Linked DNA regions of Sus scrofa: region 2 is linked to region 1. A link is a contact called in public HiChIP or PLAC-seq data. All regions are on one chromosome and are shown on one strand. Each heading gives the region's core, a stretch centred on a gene start, on an enhancer-like site or on the middle of the called end of the contact. The rest is flanking DNA. Distances are from core to core; before and after follow the strand shown.

Region 1 (7,483 bases), core at 3,795-6,294:
TCTAAGACAGGTTTTTATTATTGTTGACCAAAGCCAATCCTTACAAGGCAACTCAGTTTTTCTCCCACTGAAAAGACTTTTGCGTTTCAGCAGAGAGACAACATTGACCTGTGGCCCCAAACATCCCTGATGTTTGCCTCATCCTGGGCTGGGTGGGAATGTTCCCGGTCTCTCCCTTTTTCGCAGAGAAAAAAATTCTGGGGCGGGTGTGCTGACAAACCAGGCCCAAGGGAGATCCCACTTCTGGCTCATTCTGTTCCCCGCCCCGGGCCAGACAGGCCAATAAGATGGAATTTCCTTACCTGCTCCAGTTTGAAGATGTGCTGGTTGAAGTAGTACTGGAGCTGCTCGTTTGCGTAGTTGATGCAGAACTGTTCAAAACTGTTCCTCTCAAAGTCCTCAAACCCAAAGATGTCAAGGACCCCGATAGACAGGCACTGGAGGGAGATGGAGAGAACGGTCATTACGGGTGGGTTCTCCCTCGGGAGCAACCTGGCTGGTGGTGGGGGCCTGCTCTGCTGTCTTTTTTTTTTGTGTGTGTGTGTCTTTTTTTGCCTTTTCTAGGGCCGCTCCCACAGCATATGGAGGTTCCCAGGCTAGAGGTCTAACCAGAGCTGTAGCCACCGGCCTACACCACAGCCACAGCAATGCTGGATCCAAGCCGCGTCTGCAACCTACACCACAGCTCACGGCATCGCCAGATCTTTAACCCACGGAGCAAGGCCAGGGATCGAACCTGCAACCTCATGGTTCCTAGTGGGATTCGTTAACCACTGTGCCACGACGGGAACTCCTCTTTTTTTTTTTTTTTTCCTTTTTAGGGCTGCATTTGAGGCACATGGAAGTTCCCAGGCTAGGGGTCGAATTGGAGCTACAGCTGCCGGCCTACACCACAGACACAGCATTGCAGGCTCTGAGCCTGTCTGTGACCTACACCACAGCTCATGGCAACGCTGGATCCTTAACCCACTGAGCAAGGCCATGGATCGAACTTGCATCCTCATGGATACTAGTCAGGTTCTTAACCCACTGAGCCATAAACGGAACTCCTTTTTTTTTTCTTTCTAATTTTCTTTTCTTTTTTTTTTTTAGGGCCACACCTGTGGCATAAGGAAGTTCTGAGGCTAGGGGGTCAAATTGGACCCAGCCTACACCACAGCCACAGTCACGCCAGATCCAAGCTTCATCTGCAAACTATGCTGCAGCTCATGGCAACGCTGGATCCTTAACCCACTGAATGAGGCCAGAGATCAAACCCTAGTCCTCATGAATGCTAGTCGGGTTCATTACCACTGAACCACAACCAGAACTCCTGCTGTTGCTGCTGCTTTAGAACTTGTGACATTAAACAAGGAGCCCTATGTTTTCATTCTGTGCTAGGCCCTGAGAATCACATCCCATTTGCTCCCTGGGTCTGCCTGGGAGGAACGGGCCTCTCATCAAATGCTGATTGCGGCAAATGTCATGGGTCGCCTGCTAAGGATGTGTGGCCCTCACCGAGACAGATTCTTCCATGTCCTTCTTGTTGAGGAGGGCGTGGTTGATCCGCAGCACGATCCAATCAAAGAGGGCACTGTACAGGGACTTGGCCATGGAGTCACGGGCAGTGATGGCCTGTGGGCACAGAGAGGGTGTCATATCTCGGCAAGCTGGGCTCCTGAGGTCTGCACACACTGGGAGACTGAGGTGGTGACCTGAAACACCCAACTCATCTGACACACCCCCTTCTCACTTTGCACACCATCCTGTTAGCGTGGACGTCCTTGCACACCCAAGCATGAAGTGTGAAGCCCTGACCCGAAGGCCTGAGGGTTTGGCCAAGTATTTCTCATGTGCTGGCTTGCTCCTCGGAACACCCTGGGGACTGCTGAGGTGGGCACGCAGGCTCAGGGAGGGTGTCACCAGAGAACTAACTAGGAGGCTGAACTGGTTTAAAGCCATGCCCCTTCTGGTTCTGGAAGCACCATGGGGAGGCCACTGGGTGCCTAAAAGCAGTAATGGCTTTTATAATTAAAAAAAAGAAGGCTTGTTAGGGTCTCGTTTATATACAAGCAATTTCTTTTTCCCCCTTTTTAATTTTTTTTATGGCGATAGGTGCAGTTCCTGGACTAGGGGTCAAGTCAGAGCTGCAGCTGCAGGCCACAGCCACAGCCACGTCAACACTGGATCCAAGCTGTATCTGAGACCTGCCCTGTAGCTTGCGGATCCTTAACCAGTGAGCAAGACCAGGAATCGAACCCATATCCACATGGACACTATGTGGGTTCTTAATCCATTGAGTCACAGGGGAACTCCCCCCCCCCCCAAAGAAATTCCTTCTTTGAATGTCCTTAGGTCTAAATTGTGACAAGACTTCCTTACCTGCTATCAAGATCTAGGACAAGCCCTTCTGGTTTTGTGGCAATGGGGCCTTGAAGGACACAGCCCCATATCTACCTGATCTGCTCAGCTTGGCACCTCTGGAGGGCAGCCGTGCTGCCATCTCAGGTGACCTACAGTGACTTTCATGCAACGTGGCCGGGTGCCTTTGCCCATGGGGACTCAGACTGTCTGGGGCACCCATTTTAGATGCCTCAGAAGCTTCCACCATCAGCTGAAAATCCCCCCTACCCCCGTGGCTAGGTACTTTCCTGCTGCTCTCCAAGCTGCAAGTCACATTGCTCTTGAGGTGTAAAAACACAAGAAAAACACGTCACAAAAAAAAACCATCGAGGCTGGGGCAAAGGCCAGAGAGAGGCACCTTATCAAGATTTAGGGACTAACACAGTGGTTGTAAAGGTCACACTCGAGCCCTGGGTCAGCAAGCTTTCTCAGGAAAGGGCCAGTGAATGGTATCAGCTTTTCAGACCAGCTCTGCCGCTGCAACAAGTGAGCCGTATGTAAATGAGTGGGTGTGGCCAAGTGCCAATTAAATTTTATTGACAGAAGTAATCGGGGCACCTCAGGTGGCTATTCTCTGCTGGTGAGAACCACTGTGACTACTGAGTAGCTGGACACACAGGGACCAACACACATGGCCCCAGCTCTGGCCCTTGAGCTGTATGAGTTGGTTGGTTTGTGGTGCTCCTGAGCTCACAGAAGAACCAGAGGTTCCACCAGGGTTCTCCACTGCCACTTTAGGGGGAGGAAAAAGACCACCTGTGCCGCCTGGTTCCAAAGATGGCCCTGCAACTCATATTTTGTGACACCTCCCCATGCTGCCCTCTGTACTCATATTTTTGGACCCAGCACCCTATGAGAGGCTGGGGCAGTGCTCACCTCACTGAGACTATAGGGAAGGATGAGTTTGTCATTAGAAGTCACCGTTTTTCTTTTGGTCAGAACTTCCACCAAGATTTCTCGCTTCACCTGTTTCAAGGTCAAGGAGGAAGAGAAGGGGGTGGGGAGAGGAATAAAGTAAGAGCTTGGCAATAACAGAGACATACTACTATACATAAAAGAGATAAACAACAAGGTCCTACTATATAGCACAGGGAATTACATTCAATATCTTGTAATAACCTATAATGGAAAAGAATCTGAAAAAGAACACACGCACACACAGACAGACACAGATATCTGAATCACTGTGCTATACTAGAAACTAATACAACTGTAAACTGTAAACCAACTATACTTCAACTGAAAAATAAATAAACAAATGAGTTAAAAAACAAAAACAAAAACAAAAACAAAAAACCAGAAAGGAGAGGAGCTGGGGAGCTCATTGACTGGATCCTTGTATCACTGAGGCAAGGCCTGAGGAAGGTGGGACGCCAGCAGCTGGGCCAGGAAGTGAGCCCAAAGCCCACCCTCAGGGCTGCCAACCCACGGTGTGAGCTATACTCGGTGTGTCTCAGAATTTTCACACCCACAGGCTTGACTGACAGCCAAGAGTGGTCAAAAACAAACTTACAGGCACGTTTTAAATCAACTATACTTTGTGTGTGTGTGTCTTTTTAGGGCCACACCCATGGTATATGGAGGTTCCCTGGCTAGGGGATGAATCAGAGCTGTAGCTGCCGGCCTACACCAGAGCCACAGCAACGCCAGATCCAAGCCACATCTGTGACTTCCACCACAGCTCAGGGCAACGCCGGATCCTTAACCCGCTGAGCAAGGCTGGGGATCAAACCTGCGTCCTCATGGATACTAGTCAGATTTGTTTCCGCTGAGCCACAATGGGAACTCCAATCAATTATGCTTTAATTAAAAAAAAAAAAATCACCTACAAAAATCCCCCAAAAACAAAAACAGAAAAACCCCTTACTGTTACCAAAGGGGAAAAAGCAGGGGGAGGAATAAATTAGGAGTTTGGGATTAAAAAATACACTGCTATACAGAAAGTAGATAACCAACAAGGACCAGGAACTATGCTCATCATCTTGTAATAACCGCTAATGGGAAAGAATCTAAAAAAAGAATCAATCACTTTGCTGTACATCTGAAACTAACACACCATGGTAAATCAATTATATTTCAATAAAAATTTTAAAACAAGAAATGAGGAACGGATGGACCTTGAAGGCATTATGCTAAGTGAAGTAAGTCAGACAGAGAAAGACAAATGCTGTACGATCTCACTTCTACGTGGAATCTGAAAAAATGAAAAACAACCTCCCCAAAGCCCCAAGCTCATAGATACAGAGAACAGGCTGGTGGTTGCTGGTGCTGGAGGGTGCATGAAGCATGTGATGGTGGTCAAAAGGCATAAACTTCCAGTTATAAAATAAGTCATGGGGAGGCAGTGTACAACTTGCATAACAAAGTTGCTAAAAGAGGAGATCTGAAAAGTTCTCATCACAAGAGAAACAAAAAATTCTGTAGCTAAGTTTAGGGTGGCAGATGTTAAGTGGACCTCTCCTGGTGGTGATTTTTCAACATATTCAAACACTGAAGCCTTGTTGGGTAGCTGAAACTGCAATAATGTCATATGTCAATTATACCTGAGTTAAAAAAAAAAAAAAAAAGAAAAAAGGAAAGAAATGCGGAAGGGGCATGGCAGTGATGGCCCAGGGGAGGAAGCAGGCAGACAGGCTCCAGTTTACAGAAGTGCAGCCAGTGCAGGAAGTTCTGGGCCTTGGGGGTCACTGTGGCTGAGAACAGGGGGCAGTACCTTCAGGAGCTGTGACAGCGTGTCGAGGACCTCGGGGGGCCCAACCTCCAGGCCTTCGTCTCGGCCCGTGGCTCTCTTCTTGTAAGTGACATTGCCCAGGTACAGGATGGCTGAGAGGATGGAAAAAATCCTGGGGGAGAAAAGGAGCCTGGGTTGGGGCAGCTTCCCCAATGGTAAGACATCAGAAGCTTCCAGTGAACTTGGCTGAATTCATAAAACCAGTAATTCCAATCAAACCGCACGAAGCCTGAAAAATGCTGAATCCTTCATTGGGGACACTCAGTGGAATGGAATTTTGGAGGCACAGATTTCTATTTTTTTGGTGGTAGTGGGAAGTGGGGGTGCTTACTAATTTTTTAATTTGTTTTTTGCTTTCTAGGGCTGCATCCGCAACATATGGAGGTTCCCAGGCTAGGGGTTGAATCGGAGCTACAGCCGACAGCTTAGGCCACAGAAACAGCAAGATCTGGGCCATGTCTGAGACCTACACCACAGCTCATGGCAACGCCAGATCCTTAACCCACTGAGCGAGGCCAGGAATTGAACCCACATCCTCATGGATCCTAGTCGGGTTCGTTAACCATTGAGTCATGTAAGGAACTCATTTTTTGTTTGTTTGTTTTTCTTTTTAGGGCTGTACCTGTGGCATATGGAGGTTCGCAGGCTAGTGGTCCAATTGGAGCTGTAGCCGCCAGCCTACGTCACAACCATAGCAACTCGGGATCCGAGCCGCGTCTATGACCTACACCACAGCTCACAGCAATGCTGGATCTTTAACCCACTGAGCAAGGCCAGGGATTGAACCTGAGTCCTCACGGATCCTAGTCAGGTTCGTTAACTGCTGAACCATGATGGGAACTCCTAATTTTTTTTTAATGGAGGCATAACATGCATACAAAATAAAGTTCACCATTCCCTAAGCCCGAATTTTGATGAAGTATCTCACAATGTATAGCTACTTGTAACTAGCACTCAGACCAAGGAATAGAACACTGCAGACCCTGGAAGCCCCCACGGAGGAACTGCTGTCCTGACATCTAACACCATCTACGAATTTGATGTCAACGAAATCACAGGTACTTACATATAGCCCACGGAATGTGGAGGTTCCTGGGCCAGGGATTGAACCCATGACACACAGTGACCATAGCAGTGACAATGCCAGATCCTTAACTACTAGGCCAAGGAACTCCAGCATTGTTCATTTCTTTCTCTCTCTTTTTTTCAATGGCCACACCTTCAGCATATGGAAGTTCCCGGGTCAGGGACTGAATCAGAGCCGAGGCCTACATCACAGCCATAGCAACACCGGATCTGAGCCAGATCTGTGACCTATGCTGCAGTCTGTGGCAATGCCAGATCCTTAACCCACTGAGCAAGGCCATGGATTAAACCCACATCCTCATGGAGATAGCGTTGGGTTCTTAACCCGGTGAAACACAAAGGAACTCTGGCGCTGTTTTTTTTTTTTTTTGTCTTTTGTGTTTTTAGGGCCTCATCCATGGCATATGGAGGTTCCCAGGCTAGGGGTCTAATCAGAGCTACAGATGCCGGCCTATGTCACAGCCATAGCGATACCAGATCTGAGCTGTGACTGCGACCTACACCATAGCTCACTGCAACGCTGGATCTTTAACCCACTACGGCCAGGGATTGAACCTACAACCTCATGGTTCCTAGTCGGATTCATTTCTGCTGGGCCACAACAGGAACTCCTGCATTGTTCATTCTTAATGCTGTCACTTCTCAGCCTTGGCATTGCTGGCACGTGGCCTCCACCCACCTGGCATCCCCCACACTTGTAGTGAAACACTCAAAAATGTCTCCAAACAACGCCAAGCATCCCCTGGGAGCAGAATCGGATCCCCAATGAGAAACACTGCTGCGGTGGGGCGGGGGGTAGTCCGGGAGACCAAGGCCCATTTTTGTATAGGCCCTAATCTAAGAATGTGGTTCTTAAGATTTTTTTTTTTGTCTTTTTGCCTTTTCTAAGGTCGCACCCACAGCATATGGAGGTTCCCAGGCTAGGGGTCTAATCGGAGCTGTAGCCGCTGGCCTATACCAGAGCCACAGCAACGTGGGATCCGAGCCACGTCTGCAACCTACACCATAGCTCATGGCAATGCTGGATCCTTAACCCACTGAGCAAGGCCAGGGATCAAACCCACAACCTCATGGTTCCTAGTCGGATTTGTTAACCACTGAGCCATGACAGGAACTCCTAGATTTTTTTTTTTTTTAAATGGGCAGGGTATATGGAAGTTTTTGGGCTAGGGATTGTATCCGAGCTGCAGCAGCTTCAGCAGCTTCAGCAATGCTGGATCCTTTAACTTACTGTGCCAGAATGGGAATTGAACCTGTACCTCCACAGAGACCTGAGCCGCTGCA
Region 2 (6,915 bases), core at 1,858-4,357, 110 kb after region 1:
CGGTCCTGAAAAGCCAAAAACAAACAAACAAAAAAACCAGAAACAAAAACGTGTTGAGAGAAGCTATGTTCAGAGTGAGGGCGCTGGGGACCCTGAGTTTGGAAGGATGCTTGCTTGTTATTCTTACTGCATTTTTGTGTTCCTTTAACATTTTGGTCAAATATTTTCTCATCCGCATGTATTCTATTTCTAGGAAATTCATACAATGGAGCTCAGGCGAACAGGCTTTCTAAGTTGTCATGCTTACATTTAAGTTATGTTGTCTCAACATCAGCACTGTTGATGTTTGGCGCCAGATCATTCTTTGGTGTGGGGGCCATCCTGCACATTGAGAGATGTTGGGCAGCATCTCTGATCTCCATCCTGTTAGGTGGCAACTGTAAAAGAACTAAAATGTGGGAGTTCCTGTCCAGACTCAGCGGTTAATGAACCCGACTAGCATCCATGAGGACGCAGGTTCCATCCCTGGCCTCACTCAGTGGGTTAAGGATCTGGCATTGCCGTGAGCTCTGGTGTAAGTCGCCAATGTGGCTCGGATCTGGCATTGCTGTGGCTGTGGTGTAGGTTGGCAGCTGTGACTCCGATTAGACCCCTAGCCTGGAAACCTCCATGTGCCGGGGGTGGGGCCCTAAAAAGACAAAAAGACCAAAACAAACAAACAAACAAACAAAACCCAACCTGAACCAAAATGTGCCAAAAGCCAGATGGCCTTGGTATAAAATGAAACACAAAGCTTCAAGGCAAAAATAGCTGGTTAAATTGTAACGATATAACCTGTATCTCCCCTGTTTCCTACTCCATCAGAAACCTGTGCTAAAAATAGAAACTACCCCTTTCCCTACATAACTAACTGCTCTTTAAATGGGGGGGAGCCTGAGTTCTCTCTGCTCAGTGCTCCTGGCCACTCTGTTGGTCGATAAACCTGCTTGAGATCTCATTGCTCCAGTCTCTGCTGTTTCTAACACACTCACCAGATGCCAGTAGTGCTCTCCCAACCCAATTGTCCAGTGACCCTGTGGTTGGAATTGCTCTATGTAATAACCTCTATGATGGGGCAGGCCTATTCCTTATGCCTCCTCTCCTCTATCAGCCACACCATCTCTCTCAGCTTCATTCATGGATCTCATTCATTGCAGAAGAAAAGACCAGATGGCATCTCTGTGTGACTGCTTCTCAGCCATGACTGGGCTGAGAATTAGAACAACCTCCTGCAAAAATCTAAACTGGGGTTGGCTAACGACAGACTTCAAGCCAAACCTGGACTTCCTCCTATGCCTGCACATAAAGTTTTATGGGAACACAGCCACAGCCACGTGGGTACTAAGGTCTGTGGCTGCTTTCAGTCAGTAACAGCAGAGTCGAGTCTTTGGGACAGACTATCTGGCCTGCGAAGCCTGAAATACTTACCATCTGGCCTAGAAAAGATTTGCTGACCCTGATCTTAAAAGTAAAGTGGGAAATCTAAATTGTAAAAGGATGTAGTTTTTCCAATGGACTCAGAGCAGACACCATTTTTTCCCTCCATTTTTAAAAATTAAAGAATAGTCGATTTATAACGTTGTGCCAATTTCTGCTATACAGCACAGTGACCCAGTTGTGTGTGTGTGTGTGTGTGTGTGTGTGTGTGTGTGTGTGTGGTGTGTCCATTACCTTTCTTATGGTCTCTTCCATCATGTTTATCCCAAGAAACTGGATATAGGGACCTCGCTGCTTATCCATTCTAAATATAATAATTTTCATCTACTAACCCCAAACTTCCAGTACATCCCACTCCCTCCACCTTGGCAACTACAAGTTTGCTCTCTCTGTCTGTGAGTCTGTTTCTGTTCCGTAGATAGATTCATTTGTGACATATATTAGGTTCTATATATAAGTGATATCATATGCTATTTGTCTTTCTTTTTCTGACTTCCTTCACTTAGTATGACAATCTCTAGCTGCAAGCGTGTTGCTGCAAATGGCATTATTTCTTTCCTTTTTATGGGCTGAGTAGTATTCCACTGTGTATATGTACTACATCTTTTTTTTTTTTTTTTTTGTCTTTTCTAGGGCCATACCCATGGCATATGGAGGTTCCCAGGCTAGGCGTATAATCAGAGCTATAGCTGCTGGCCTACACCACAGCCACAGCAATGCCAGATTCGAGCCACGTCTTCAACCTACACCACAGCTCATGGAAACACTGGAATCCTTAACCCACTGATTGAGGCCAGGGATCGAACCAACAACCTTATGGTTCCTAGTCAGATTCGTTGACCACTGAGCCACTGCAGAACTCCTGTACTACATCTTCTTAATCCATTCATCTGTCAATGGACATTTAGGTGGTTTCTATGTCTTAGCTATTGCAAAGGGTGTCACCAATTTTTTTTTTGGTCTTTTTGCCTTTTCTAGGGCTGATCTCATGGCATATGGAGGTTCCCAGGCTAGGGGTCCAATAGGAGCTCCAGCCACTGGCTTATGCCAGAGCCACAGCAACTCGGGATCCGAGCCGTGTCTGTGACCTGCACCACAGCTCCGGATCCTTAACCCACTGAGCAAGGCCAGGAATTGAACCTGCAACCTCATGGTTCCTAGCAGGATTTGTTAACCACTGAGCCACAATGGGAACTCCGGGTGTCATCACTTTGAATGAGAGTTTGTGGGCCAAGAAATAGTTGGGCTTTTTGTGCATTGCTCTCATGCCAAAGAAGAGCTGCCCACTATTGCTGGAGAGGCAGGCCTGTGAGGAGTTGGACAAAATGTTGCATTGGTGAGGGACCTCCCCAGACTCCTTATAGAATGAGTGCGCTGACTAGAATTGAACACTGAATCCACCAACAGTGATGAACTGCGTGACAGATCATGAGTGAGCTTCTGTCCTCCTGGTCTACATTTTCCATTTTTTGGTAATGAACACAGGTCAGGTCCACAATCAGAAAAACGGTGGTCTCATGTCAATTTGGTGACAGCTTCTAGAAGGAGAGGCTGGGTGACGCCGTCATAGCAGATGAGAGACAAGAAACTGCAGGGCTCAAATCTTCTCTAAGAATCTTGCTGTCAGGGCACTGGTGGGGAAGCAATCACAAAACAATGAAATGATGCCAAAGAATGTCATCACCATGGTGACGCAGCTCTTCTCTGGAGGCACACAGGGAAGGAAGTGACTGACTCTATGGGGGGGGAGTTATAACCTCTTCCCATTTCCCCGGATTTTCTCTCACCCCTCAACGCACTCCAGATCTGCCATCACACCAAAACTGTGCCAGCTCCTTCTTCTGACTTTTCATTATGGGGGGACGGAATTTTACCTTCACATGCCTGAGAACAAAATTTGCTACCATTCTCATCACTTCCTGAAGATCAGAGCTGTTTCACACACTCCTTCTGCTCTTAAATACCTTTGCAATTCCCCTCCCTAGTTATATACCCAAAAGAATTGAGAACAGGTTGTCTTACTGTTTGGGCTGTTATAACCAAATATCTTAGACTGGGCAACCTAAAAACCACAGAAACTGTATTTCAGTTCTGAAAATCCAAGATCAAGGTGTCAGTAGATTGGGTGTCTGGTGAGGGCCTGCATCCTGTTTCACCCACAGCATCTTCTTTCTGTGTCCTCGTGTGGTGGAAGGGGAGAGGAAGCTCTCTGGGGTCTCTTTGTTAAGGGCACTTATTCATGAGGGCTTCACCTTTTTTTAAAAAATTAAAGTACAGTTGATTTACAATGTCGTGCCAATTTCTGCTGGACAGCAAGGTGACCCAGTCATATATATCCATTCCCTTTCTTATATTATCTTCCATCATGGTCTATCCCAAGAGTCTGGATAGAGTTCCCTGCGCTGTACAGCAGGACCTCATTGCTTATCGATTCTAAATGTCATAATTTGCATCTACTAACCCCAAACTCCCAGTCCCTCCCACTATGTCACGTTTTCTTTATCCATTCATCTGTCAGTGGGCACTTAGGTTGCTTCTATGTCTTGGCTATTGTAAATTATGCTGCAGTGAACATGGTGCATAATCACTCAATATCTTTTCCAGTTAGTCATTTTGTTTCCTCTGCATTAATATGCAGAAGTGGAATTGCAGGATATTATGTTGGAACCTGTAGTCAGCACAGAATGGACTGAAGTAGATGGAGGGGATGGGACCAGAAGGAAGAGGCCACAGAGAGGCAGTCTTGAGGTCACTCATGCCTCAGTTTATCTTTGAGGTGCCCTCTCGGGCCAGGTTCTTCACTGGGAGGTGAGATGGAGCACCTGCTCTCTGCAAAGTCCTTCTTAGCTGGGTGGCAGTCCTGTGGAGGGGATGGGACTCAGGTTGGTTGAAAGGTGAATTGGGGGCTCAAAGTGGACAGCGCCCCTGCCTGTGGCTGGGGGTGGAGGAGCAAAGCACCCATGAGAGGCCACTATGAGGCCAGGTCTTCACGGAGGAGATGGCGGCGCAGGGGGCGGGGGGGGGGGGGCGGCATTGCAGGAACCAGAGCTCTGTTCAGAGGGGTCTCACACAGCTTTCTGCTTTTCTTCCATCTTCCCTCTTGTGGTCCTGGCGCTGGGGTTCTCCAAATGGCCTCTAGGGGGCAGCAAGTCCCCGGCTCTCCAGTGTCCATGTTTTTCAGCCCTCTGGCCAGTTACGCCCAGCTGCTGCCACCACCCATCAATTGAGCTGAAATCACTCATGTCTCTGCTTGCTTAGAAGAAAGAATAAAATAGCGACTACCACAGATTGTATTCGTGTTTCAGTATCTCTTATACCTTAGGGACTTTTTTTTGACAGGTTCCTTGTAGAAAATTGAGATCATCCAGAGTTGCGTGGCGAATCACCCAGAACTGTCACCTGTGAGAGATCAGCAGGACTCACATTTCAGAGCAAATAATTCCATTCGAATTTCATACAGAAACGAAGTGGAAATATACAGTTGTAACGTGCCTCTCTTTCACCTGCAGTCTCGTGGGCACTATTTTTGTGGCAAGTATCCTGGAATATCATCACCCTTTATGACTTGGCACACTTCGTTTCACATTTCACTGCTGCACTGGCATCATATGGGTTGGGTGTTAGCCCCAGCTCTGTCCTGGAACCTCTCAGCTCCACACCTTGGACAGTGGCCTGGACTTGTGCAGCCTGTCTGATTATGTAACGTGCAACATTCAAGTGGTAGTTAACTGTGGTGGAGGTTTCAATCCTGGGATTGCTGGTCTTCAAAGAGAATTCTGCATCATGAGAGGGTTTGGGACACTGTCTGGGGCACTACCTGGAATGGGAATAAAAAGAATGAGATTTACCCAAACAACTGGTGAAGCTCAGGCAGACACCTGGTCTGGGGGCCTCAGTGGGGGTGAATATTGGCTCTCTGAAAAGTTATCTTCACCCCTAGAACCTGGGTGAATTACTTGGAAAAGGGTCTTTGCAGAAGTAATTAAATGAAGGATCCTTTTTTCTTCCTTTTTATGGCCGTGCCTGTGACATATGGAAGTTCCTGGGCTAGGGGTTGAATTGGAGGTGCAGTTGAAGCCCATGCCACAGCTACAGCAATGCCAGATCCGAGCTGCAGCTGCAACCTACACCATAGCTTGCCACAATGCCAGATCTTTAACCCACTGAGTGAGGTTGGGGATTGGGTCTGCATCCTCACAGATACTGTGTCAGATTCTTAACCTGCTGAGCCACAGCAGGAACTCTGTTTTTGAAATCTGTAAGTCTGTTTCTGTTCTGCAAATAAGTTCTTTTGTATTTTTCGATTCCACATATAAATGATATCATAAGATACTTTTTCTCTGACTTACTTCACTTAATATGATAATCTCTAGGTCCATGTGTGTTACTTCAAATGGCATTTCATTGATTTTCATGGCTGAGTAATATTCCATTGTGTATATGTACCATATCTTCTTTATCCGTTCCTCTCTTGGTGGACATTTAGGTTGCTTCCATATCTTGGCTATTGTAAATACAGATGCTATGAACATTGGGGAGCATGTATCTTTTCCAATTATGGATTTCTCTGGATATATGACTAGGAGTGGGATTGCTAGATCCTATGATAGTTCTGTTCTTACTTTTTGAGGACCCTCCATACAGTTTTCCATAGTGGTTATACCATAAATTTCTGTTATTTTAAGCCATCAAGTCTGTAGCTATTTGTTACAGTAGCTCCAGGAAGCTAACAGAGGGTCCAGAGATAAGAAGGGGCTTCCACGGAAAAGAGGGCGTTGTGGCTTTGGTGCCAGGGACCACCTGTCTCCTGGGGTGGCCCTCTCACTGCACAGATCACGATCTGGCCTGAGTTCCTTTAGTGAGTTTGGACAAGAAGCAGCTTTCAGACTCCTGCCTAGCCTACCTCGATTCAAGGGGAGAGCTGTGGCCTCCATGTACAGGAACTGGAGTGGACTGGGAGAGGCATGAAGAATCGTGAGAAAGCCCTGAAGTAACTGGTGAGAATTGGATGGGCCTTTATCAGAAAAAGGCAGGAGTTCCCTATGCGGCTCAGCAGGTTAAGGACCCAACTAGTATCTATGAGGACTCGGGTTTGTTCCCTGGCCTTGCTCAGTGGATTAAGGAGCCTGAGTTGCTACAGCTGTGGTGTAGGTCACAGATGCGGCTCAGATCCCATGTTGCTGTGGCTGTGGCCTAGGCCGGCGGCTACAGTTCCCATTTGACCCCTAGCCCAGAACTTCCACATGCCATGGTGCGACCCTGAAAAAGAAAAAAAAAAAAGAAAAATGCAGAACGATCTGGGTCTGCACCATCTCAGCTGGTATAACTCAGGTTCAGACATTTCTTTTCAAGGACATGCCACAGTCAAGGTCTGGGATAGGTCCACACAGGGGAATCACAGGCTCCACTTGACACCAAGGAATTACAATGAACATGGGTGGAGGTGAGGGACTATGGAGCCAGAGGCTGTGCTTGAATCCCACCCTGCGGTGTTTCAGG

What was found. HiChIP or PLAC-seq counts read pairs in DNA pulled down with a chosen protein or histone mark.
Region 2: a contact with region 1 is called in an H3K27ac HiChIP or PLAC-seq map of alveolar macrophages. The contact joins two enhancer-like sites. A contact is called at or near these places in 3 of 47 Hi-C or Micro-C datasets (brain, embryonic fibroblasts and subcutaneous adipose tissue) and 1 of 2 datasets of contacts at active chromatin or transcription factors (alveolar macrophages).

What each region holds. Positions count from the first base shown.
Region 1 is chr2:60,492,132-60,499,614 of Sscrofa11.1, forward strand. MYO9B (unconventional myosin-IXb) reads right to left here. Exons shown (of 42, transcript XM_021083575.1): 8 at 5,096-5,225; 9 at 3,259-3,348; 10 at 1,498-1,614; 11 at 303-437. Among named protein-coding and RNA genes, the nearest start is that of USE1, 42 kb to the left of the region's middle. Within about 2 kb of position 5,045, at least 3 of the 83 cell types and tissues checked have an H3K27ac peak or open chromatin away from gene starts, as enhancers often do. A contact at or near this core is called in alveolar macrophages, where this site is marked.
Region 2 is chr2:60,601,949-60,608,863 of Sscrofa11.1, forward strand. No RefSeq gene overlaps it. Among named protein-coding and RNA genes, the nearest start is that of CPAMD8, 31 kb to the right of the region's middle. Within about 2 kb of position 3,108, at least 3 of the 83 cell types and tissues checked have an H3K27ac peak or open chromatin away from gene starts, as enhancers often do. A contact at or near this core is called in alveolar macrophages, where this site is marked.